2 separate regions of the Mus musculus genome follow, and region 2 is linked to region 1. A link is a contact called in public Hi-C data. All regions are on one chromosome and are shown on one strand. Each heading gives the region's core, a stretch centred on a gene start, on an enhancer-like site or on the middle of the called end of the contact. The rest is flanking DNA. Distances are from core to core; before and after follow the strand shown.

Region 1 (4,770 bases), core at 385-2,884:
TCAGACCCTGGCTCAGACAATTACTCTTCCATTGCCCAAGAGGGACGGCTGCTGGTGACCTTTAGGAAACTCCTCCAGCAAGGACCTGTTTTCAGTGCAGAGGTTAAATGGGAGCCACCAGCTGAGGCTTTTGAAATAAATGTAGCCAATGTAATTTCTCCCTTTGTCCACTTTTACTTTGTAATAGATACTGATCTTAATGGAACTCTCTAATAAGCTTCTTACATGTATAGCTCCACCCTAGTTTCGCACATTGTCCAGCCTAAGATACAGGTCACCACACCAACAGACCTCTCAGTATATCTACTGCTAGCTCAACTTTATTGCTTTAAGAACATTTCTTCAGCCATACTTTATTTCCTAAAATCTTCTAAATGAGCAAAAGCAGCTAAGAAACAAGAGAGGAAGGAACGCATCTTAACTTTCACTGAGATTAGGAAACTCCTGATACCAAAGTATGATTAAAACCATCTTTACAAACAAACTACAAATGAAATCAGTAATGAATCCAAGGGTAAAAAACTCCAACAGAAATACTAGCATATCAGTTCCAATAATATACTGGAAAGATTATATATACCATGTCCAAATGGGATCTATCCCAGGAATAAAGAGGACGCTAAATATAAAAAAATCTATCAATGCAGTACAACAGTTAAGGGAAGCAACATACACAGTAATTTAAATTGGTGCATAAAACCTCTGGCTAAGTTTAATACTCCTTAATGACAAAAATAAGTAAATAAGGAATAGACGATAAATGGAGAAGAATTCATTCATCTTCTATAGAAAGAGGTCTGGTCTTTGCCCTAAATTACAGGTAATGGCAACACTTGGAATATCCTGTTGACGAACTGTCCCGTTAATGTGGAGGTTTTGACCATGATAACCTAACAAGATAATTTATGATAAGGGCTTTGGCTTGCAACAATCTCAACCTTTAGAGGAAATGGAGATTCAATGTATTAGCATGAATCAGGAATGATTCTTGCCTACTAAGGGAAGTGGTATGTTATAGTGACCAAATAAAATACCTAGAAGAGTCTGGGTGAGCGCCCCTTGCTAGTGACACAGTATTGTCATACTCTATAGCCAACAAAACAACTAAAAACTCTATGCTGGAGCCAGACTTCCATAAAGCCTCTTTCTTTGGCTGGTTCTGACTCTTACCATTCAGTTAGGACCATGGTAGAATTGGCAATTTGTAACCAGATGGTCTAAACTCAGGTAATTCTGGGACCCTTGAGCCTGCATGCGTGTACCTTGCGTTAGGTCTTTGTTACAACAATGAGAAACAGAAAAATACACTGGTGAACGATGAAAAGCTTTCCCTATTACAACAAGCAAGACTCAAATGACTATTTTCACTACTGTTCTCTAAGATTTTACCGTAAGCTCTAGCTAGGGCAGCTGGGAGATGGGGGAAGGTGGCCAAATTGAATAGAAGTAAAACTATGGTGCAAATGACATGATCTTAAAAAAAAAAAAAATCAGTGTTTATGAGCACATAAGCGGAGGTCAGAAAGAACACATGCTGCTCTCTGACAAAGGAAAAACCACATGAAGGAAGCTACAGAGAGTGCTTATGGACCTCACCAAAACCACAAAGTTTCGGATCCTGAGAGCTGTGAGAAAATAACTCCTGCTGTTTCAGCTACCCAACTCATAGCACTACAGACTAACACAGCTTAGGAAATGGGAAGATCTTATGCTTACAAAGCCCTCAAGACAAGTGATAAAACCACCAACCAACTCATTCTTTAGATTTAATGGATTCATTGTCCAAAGTCCGTTGGCTTTTTTTTCCCCTGTAGATGTGAAAAAGCTAATCTCCAAATTCCTATACACTTAAAGCTGTTTTTAAAACTACTAAGAAAGGACACAGGATTCATAGTATCCCATTTCAAAGCAGTACAGAGTTACATGTGTAACTGGTATAGCTGGACAGATGGCTCAGCAGCTAAGCCTTGAAGATGACCTGGGTTTGGCCTCTACCATCCAAATGACAGCTCATTAAATCCTGTAAATCCAGCTCCAGGGGATCCTACCACCTCTGGACTCCATGGGTCCCATACCCACATGATCACACATACACTTAAAAATAATAAACTTCATAAAACTGTGATTCTAATATAGAGACAGACATAGAGTCTAATTATAGAGAACTGGCAGTCAGCTGGATTCCCTAAGGCACCAATACAACCTGAGAGCTTGGGCAACTGGATTTCTAAACATGGGAGAGTGAAGATAAGTCTTGCACTACACCATATACAAAACATAAGTTCAAAATGGACCAAAAATTTACAAAAAGAGGCAATGTTGAATTTTTATGACCTCAATTTGGCAGTAGATTCTTGTGCAAGACACAAGACCACATAAAACAACAAATATTTGATATTTCATAAAAATTAAAACCACTTACATATTAATTAACACATCATTAGCAAAGTGAAAACAATCTACAGATTTTAAATTATGTCTGGTAATGGTTTTGTATATATAGAACTGGAATACACACACACACACACACACACACACACACACAAATCTGTAAATTTAACAAAGACGCAAACAACTTAGAAACAAGGGCTTAAAAAATACACACACACACACACACACACACACACACACACACACAAATCTGTAAATTTAACAAAGACGCAAACAACTTAGAAACAAGGGCTTAAAAAATACATGTTTTTCAATAACATAGAAATGGCCAACAAATGAGGAGATTCTTGACTCCTTTGGTAGCATGAAAAAGAATGGCCCTCATGGGCTCATATGCTTGAATACTGTGCTCCCAGTTGGTAAAACCGTTTGGGAAGAGTGTGTTATTGAAGGTGGCTTTGAGGTTGCAAAAGCTCCCATCAGTCAAGGTAGCTTTCTCTGTGTTGCTGTTAGTAGAGGAAGCTCTGGGCTACTGCTGCCTGCCTGCCTGTTGCCATGCTCCTCACCCTGACAGTTATGGACTTCCCTTTGAAACTGTAAGCCCCCAGTAAACTCTTCTATAACTTGCCTTGGTCATGATGTTTTGTCATGGCAATAGAAAAGTTATTAAAATAACCATTATTAGCCACTAGGAAAATGTGTATCAAAAGCCCAATAAAATACCACTTCATAGCCACTGTGATGACTAAAATAAAGCGGTCAGGTACTAAATACTGGCAATGCTGCAGGAAAACTGTACAATTATATATGGATTCTGGGGATGTAAAATTTGAAAAACAGTTTCATGGTTCCTTAAAACGTGAATACCACATGATTCAGCAATCCTACCCTGAAAGACTAAAGAACAAAGAGCAAATAAATACTTGTACATGAATTTTCATAGCAAGATAGTATTTAACTGAAAGGTAGTAAAACAAAAATTATCTGTAGAATATGATATATGGAATATTATCCATTCATAAAAGTAAATACTAATATATGATACAGCATAGACACCACAAAAACATTACACTAAGTCAAAGGAGCCTGACACAAAGGCCATATAGTATATTATTACATTTATATGAGGTATCTAGGACAGGTAAATCCATTGTCCTGAATTAACAGGCTCTGAGAAGAGAGACAAAATGAAGAGTGACAATTTTAGGGATGTAGTCTTCACTAGAGAAAGGCTGATGAAAGTTTTAGAATTTGACATAGATGGTGATTGTACAACACTAATGCATGGACTAAATGCTACTCAATACTTCAGGTCGTAATTTGTTTTGTGAATTTCACTTCAATGATTGAAAAGGAAAGATCATGGTGGGCTGCAGAGATGGCTCAACAGTTCAGAGCACTTGCTGCTCTTGCAGAGGACTGAGGTTTGGTTCCCAGTACCCACATGGCAGCTCACAATTGTCTATAGCTCCTGTTTCAGTAGATATGATGCCCTCTTCTGGACTCTGCAGGCACTGCATGCATGTTGTGCACTTTAAATACATGCAAGCAAAATACACAAAATTAAAAAAAAATCCTTAGAAAAGAACATGGTGATATATTTCTACTAACCCGATGAATAATTCCAGCAGAGTGAAGGTGCTTGATTCCACACAGCATTTGATAGAGAAGGTAGGACATTCTTTCATGATCTAACTCCATCTGAATCACTTGGCAAAGATTTGCATCCATGAGCTCCATGACTATGTAACTTCATGGGTAGAAAAAGATGACAGCTAAAGTGTATAGCAACGATCTACAGATAGGCACTAGCAAAACTTTGTATTAACAGCATTTTAGTTACCACACTTACACATCTTGAAATTCTTCTAGGGATTTCTGTGGTGTGAAAACATTCAAAAGGCCAATTATCTGTGGCAAAGCAAAGAAATAAAAACATTAGAAACTACTTTCTAATACTTCATTTGGGAATTGAAAATACATATGTTACAACAATTCACTATCAGTTTAAAATCATTCCAGTTTTATACCCAAAGCACAAGTAAACTTATTTATTAAAATTTCATTGCTAGGGAGAACAGAAAAAAAAAAAAAAAAAGAAAAAGAAAAAGATCAGGCCAGAAGATCTTTTGGACAAATAAAAATGAGTAGTATAAAGGTGGGGAAACAGAAAAATACCACACTTGTTCAAGCTCATAGGCTCTCTTAAACCAAGTGAACCTTAGGGCTGAGAGTACACTTCAGTGGTCATGTTTACTAGGCACACAGAGACTCTGGGTACATTTCCTAGCACTGGAAACAAAAAAGAACGTATGTAAATGTACAACCCAGGTGGTGTCTACTGATTTTGAGGGTGCTGAGGCAGGGGATATGTGCAAG
Region 2 (4,422 bases), core at 1,049-3,548, 71 kb after region 1:
TTCTAAGAGAAAAGATGGGGTGACAATGGCTTCGGGTGGACCAGTGCCTCCTGCCCGTCTCCGTCTGAGGTGTTGTTCTGTGTTCTACCACAAACAGCCACATGACCAGAGAAATTTACTTTCTCCCTCTGGGACTGTGTGCAATTGTGCAAGTCTAGCATGAGTACATCACTAAGTGTGAATTATATGGGGACCTGCTGGAAACACACCTGCTCCCAGCTCAGCCGCAGAGACAAAGGCTAAAATGATCTAAGGCAGAGCCTTCGAATCTGAGTGTTATCAAGCCCCAGGTTGAATCTGACTGTATAGAGTAATTCAGGAGAAACAGCACAGATGCTCACACATATCATAATACGCCTTTTCGACTTAATTGGGAGTGCTAGTAAAAGTAACTTTAGGTGTAAAAAGATAAAATTTTGTACAACATTGTGGGGTTTTTTTTTTTTTTTGGTCTTGTTTTAAAACAATATAATATGAAATCACAAGGAGGAAAAACAGGTAATATTTTTGTCTCCCCAAAGCAACCACTTTTACATGTTCGTGACTTATTTAAATAAAGAATATGCATACATGTGCTTACTTTTACCTTTTTCCAATTTTAAAAAGTTTACATGTATGGGTGTTTTGTCTGCGTGTATGTCTGTGTACCATGTATACGGAGTACCCTTAAAGGCCAGAAGAAGGCATTATATCTCCTGGAATTAGAGTTGCGTATGGTTGTGAGCTGCCATGTGGATGCTAGAAATGGAACCTGGGTCTGTAAGACTCTGGTGAGCCTTAGCTTACTGAGGACTCCCTGAGTGTACAACCCAGAGCCGGGAATCAATGCAAAAAGCAAGGGGAATTTATTGTTCTGATATGTTGGGGTCTCCCTGCACATGGAGAGAGAGAGAGAGAGAGAGAGAGAGAGAGAGAGAGAGAGAGAGAGAGAACGACCATGTGCACCCTGTCTGGTGAGCCATTATACAGTTTTCAAGGCAGCAACCATTAGGCACAAGGTAGTTGGCAGAACAGTGTGACTTTTAAACTGATTGGTCTTTAGGGATTGAGGTAGGTGGCCAACAGTCTCGGAACATGTCTACAAGTTCTGGGCCTTCCCTACCCGCAGGTGGCCGGTGGTCAGTCCCTCCTCCCTGTGGTCTGAGGAATGTAATTATGCCCTCCCTTCAGGAGGGGAGAGGAGCCTATGTTCTTTATGACCTTTCTCTTTCAGGAGGGGAGGGGTCCAGTGGAATTTTCTAAAGTTCCTGAGCTGACCTTTTTAGGTCCTCTGGAAGAGCAGCCACTGCTCTTAACCACTGAGCCATCTCCAGCTCTGTATACTTGGTTTTTATGTTTCTCTATATGCAATACAATGAATCTTATCGGGCTATCTAACACCTTTGGAAAACATTTTCCTGGCAGCTACTAGGTTCCAGAGACCCAGATCTGGTTCTGTTCTCAGCACAGCTGTACATCTAGTTTTCTTCTGTGTGTAAACCACACCCTGCTTGCAGACCCACTATTGACAGGTACTTAACGGCTTTTAGGGTTTTAGTACATTACAAAAATAGACCGCAATAATCTTACCTGTTATTACAAATCTAAATAAAACAGCCCAACTGTGTGCATCCTTTTCCAGATGCTTGCATGGGCCTCTACAAGTTTAGCTATGAAGTTACTTCTGAGTAGTTGGGTTTTCAAATGAGGTGTGCATTTGGCATTCCTTAAAGGGAGAGACCTTGATCTATCTTCTTATTACTGCAGATAAGAATATACTCATTCACTGGTCCCATCAGTTGCATCAAAATTGTATTAAATTCTTTTGCTAGAGGAAAAAAAACATGCATTTTTTTCTTTCAAAAAATACTTCTTAGTTTGACACTGTTAATTCTGAAAGGGCTTAAAAGATCTGTTCTTTCACGGCCACCTCTAGAGAGCTATGATCTGTCTCTTGCTCCTCTTTGTCCTAACTCAGTCTTTCCTGAATTCAGGCACCAGAGGCTGGGGGAATTCCTCTTGTCTCTCCACCAGCAGCTCTGAGTCCTTGGGGCCTGGGTAGGATCTTGTATGTTCCTGGCTTATGTTGGGTGCAGGTCTGAAGTCTGACTGTTTGTGGACAGGGGGGACTGGGGAATTGATGAAGTCAAGCTATGGCTCTAGAGATTTCCCCCTCTGACCCCCCTTCCTTGCAGGGATCTTTCTTTTGTTGAGGACCAGGTGCTAAAGTGACATCACTGGAAAAGCCTTCCTGAGCCGCTCCCACAGTCCTCAGTCCTTCAGTGGCACCTAATCCGGTTGAGCTTAGCCCACTGGCCTTGAAAACAAGCTCTAGGAGACAGTAGGGCCCCAAGGCAGACAGTGACAGGGAAGTGGAGGGGCCTTGTTGACATACTCACTGGGCTTAGTGACTGTCACTGAGTGCTTAGTGACAAACAGTAAACAGAGGCAGACTCAGCAGGGCTGGGGCGGCTCCTTCAGGAGAGAGACTTGTGGGCCATTGATCCCTGTGTATATTGCTGAGAAGTCCATCTAAAGTGAAGGCCTAGACCAGCTTGCAGAGACGTCTGGATGCGGCCATTGGCAAAGGACACAGGTACTGCTGGGCATGGCTCTCTTTTTCTCCTGAAAGTCTGGATCAGGGAAAGAGTGAATCTATGGCAGAGGAATGGGGAATTAATAGGATACATCTAGGACCAGCCTGCATGAGTGACTCTGGGGCATTATTCACTCCAGGCCTCTCTGCTAGGGCCTGATGACATAGTATTTGTTTTCTATGCAGAAAGGAAGGACTAACTGAAGTCAGGCTCTTGCTTGTTTGAAACACTGCTTGTTGCTTGGCTTCTGTGCAAATTCAAACAATGTTTTAAATTTCCCAAGACTCTGCTTCCACATCTGTAAAGTGGAGAAAACAGCAGCCACATCATTGTGTGTGCTCTCCCATTAAGTAGTGGCAATTCCAAGAAATGAGTGGTTTGGTTACTGCTTAACAACATATCTCTTACAACATCATGTTCATTGATGTCAATTTGGGTTGGCAGGGGACACAGCAGCAGATCTGAATGACAGTGTGCAGCACTAATCTACCTTAGTTAATCAGAAGTTTCGATACCTTTTTTGGTAATGGATGCTTTTAAAAATCAGCTACCAAAACTCCTGGTATTTTGGGCTGGGGAGATAGATGGCTCATTTAGCTCTGTGCTTGCTATGTAAGCATGAGTCCTGAGTTTGCATTCACTCCACCAATGTAAGAAGCCAAGCGTGATAGCTCATACCTATAATCCCTCCCAGCTACAGCATGAACAGTTGGATTCCTAAGGCTTGCTACCTAGCCAGTGTGACTGAATCAGCAATATCTAGGTTCAGTGAGAGACTCTATGTAAGGCAAAAAGATGGAAAGTAATAGACATCTGACACTGGCCTCTGGCATTTAAATGAACACAGACACATATGCATGACTACACACACACACACACACACACACACACACACACACACACACACACGATCTTTCTGGGGATGTAATGATTACGTCTATTAGTTGAAGCCTCCTTCAGGATCCTAGGGAACTTTCCAAAGGTAAAGCCCAGTAACGGGAAGGTGATGAATTGGGACAGACAGGGAGGGTCATGCAAGTAGAGATGCAAAATAACCTTTCGCTTTGGCTTCAGAGATGTATCTCACCAAGCAGCTAGATACTTTGAAAAGCACATGATAAAAAGAAGACTCTGAAATTCAGTGTAACCCAGGGACTGTGGCCTGAAGTCCCCCTGGTTAGGAAACCTGCGCAGGAGAATTATGAGTTTCATGGCAGTACGGATGGCAGAGTGAGAACCAGTGTCAAAGAAACAAAACAAAGCAAAGAAAAGCCTTGTAACATGGCAGCAACAAAAACAGAGAAGAAAAAAACAAGTCAGGCTGGAAGAGAACAAACTCACTTCCTTCTACCAGCAAGTCCCTGGCAGGGGTGGGGTGGGGGGAGCTGAGAGCCTCTCTCTGAATTCCCCTCAGCTAGACTTCTGAGTCTGCCATGCCATACTCAGCATCCATTACTTTCATTAACTGAAATACTTAGTCTCTCAGGATTTCTCTCCACTAATTATTCTGCTTTCTTTGATTTCTACTGCTGGCTTTGTTCTCCCATAAAAGTAAAGATAATGCACCTCCCTAACAGGTGTGTTATATACCCTGATGGCATATGAACAAAGTGATGCAGACCTTCCTGGAGTGCCCAGGACATCCCTTGCTCTGTTGGTCCCCTCCATCAGCTGTACTTGCAGAAGCCACAGAATGGTTCAGTAGGCTAATGCAGTGTGGCCAGGCTCACTGTCTGCCTGGGAGCATGTGTGAAACAGCTCAGGACACCACCCCCCCCCCCTTCGCCCACCCCCCGGGTCTCTCTGGACTCTGATCCTTTTGGCCACTTGGTCCCTTTTTCTGCAG

Evidence for each region. A called contact is a pair of places that touch in the nucleus more often than the background predicts.
Region 2: a contact with region 1 is called in a Hi-C map of rod photoreceptor, with 2.5 times the contacts expected there. The contact joins two enhancer-like sites. A contact is called at or near these places in 1 of 484 Hi-C or Micro-C datasets (rod photoreceptor) and 3 of 9 other capture datasets (adipose tissue, liver and pancreatic islet).

What each region holds. Positions count from the first base shown.
Region 1 is chr14:33,398,622-33,403,391 of GRCm38.p6, forward strand. Mapk8 (mitogen-activated protein kinase 8) reads right to left here. Exons shown (of 12, transcript NM_001310454.1): 4 at 4,244-4,302; 5 at 4,003-4,141. Among named protein-coding and RNA genes, the nearest start is that of Mapk8, 46 kb to the right of the region's middle. Within about 2 kb of position 1,635, at least 26 of the 459 cell types and tissues checked have an H3K27ac peak or open chromatin away from gene starts, as enhancers often do. A contact at or near this core is called in rod photoreceptor, where this site is marked.
Region 2 is chr14:33,469,258-33,473,679 of GRCm38.p6, forward strand. No RefSeq gene overlaps it. Among named protein-coding and RNA genes, the nearest start is that of Frmpd2, 12 kb to the right of the region's middle. Within about 2 kb of position 2,299, at least 18 of the 459 cell types and tissues checked have an H3K27ac peak or open chromatin away from gene starts, as enhancers often do. A contact at or near this core is called in rod photoreceptor, where this site is marked.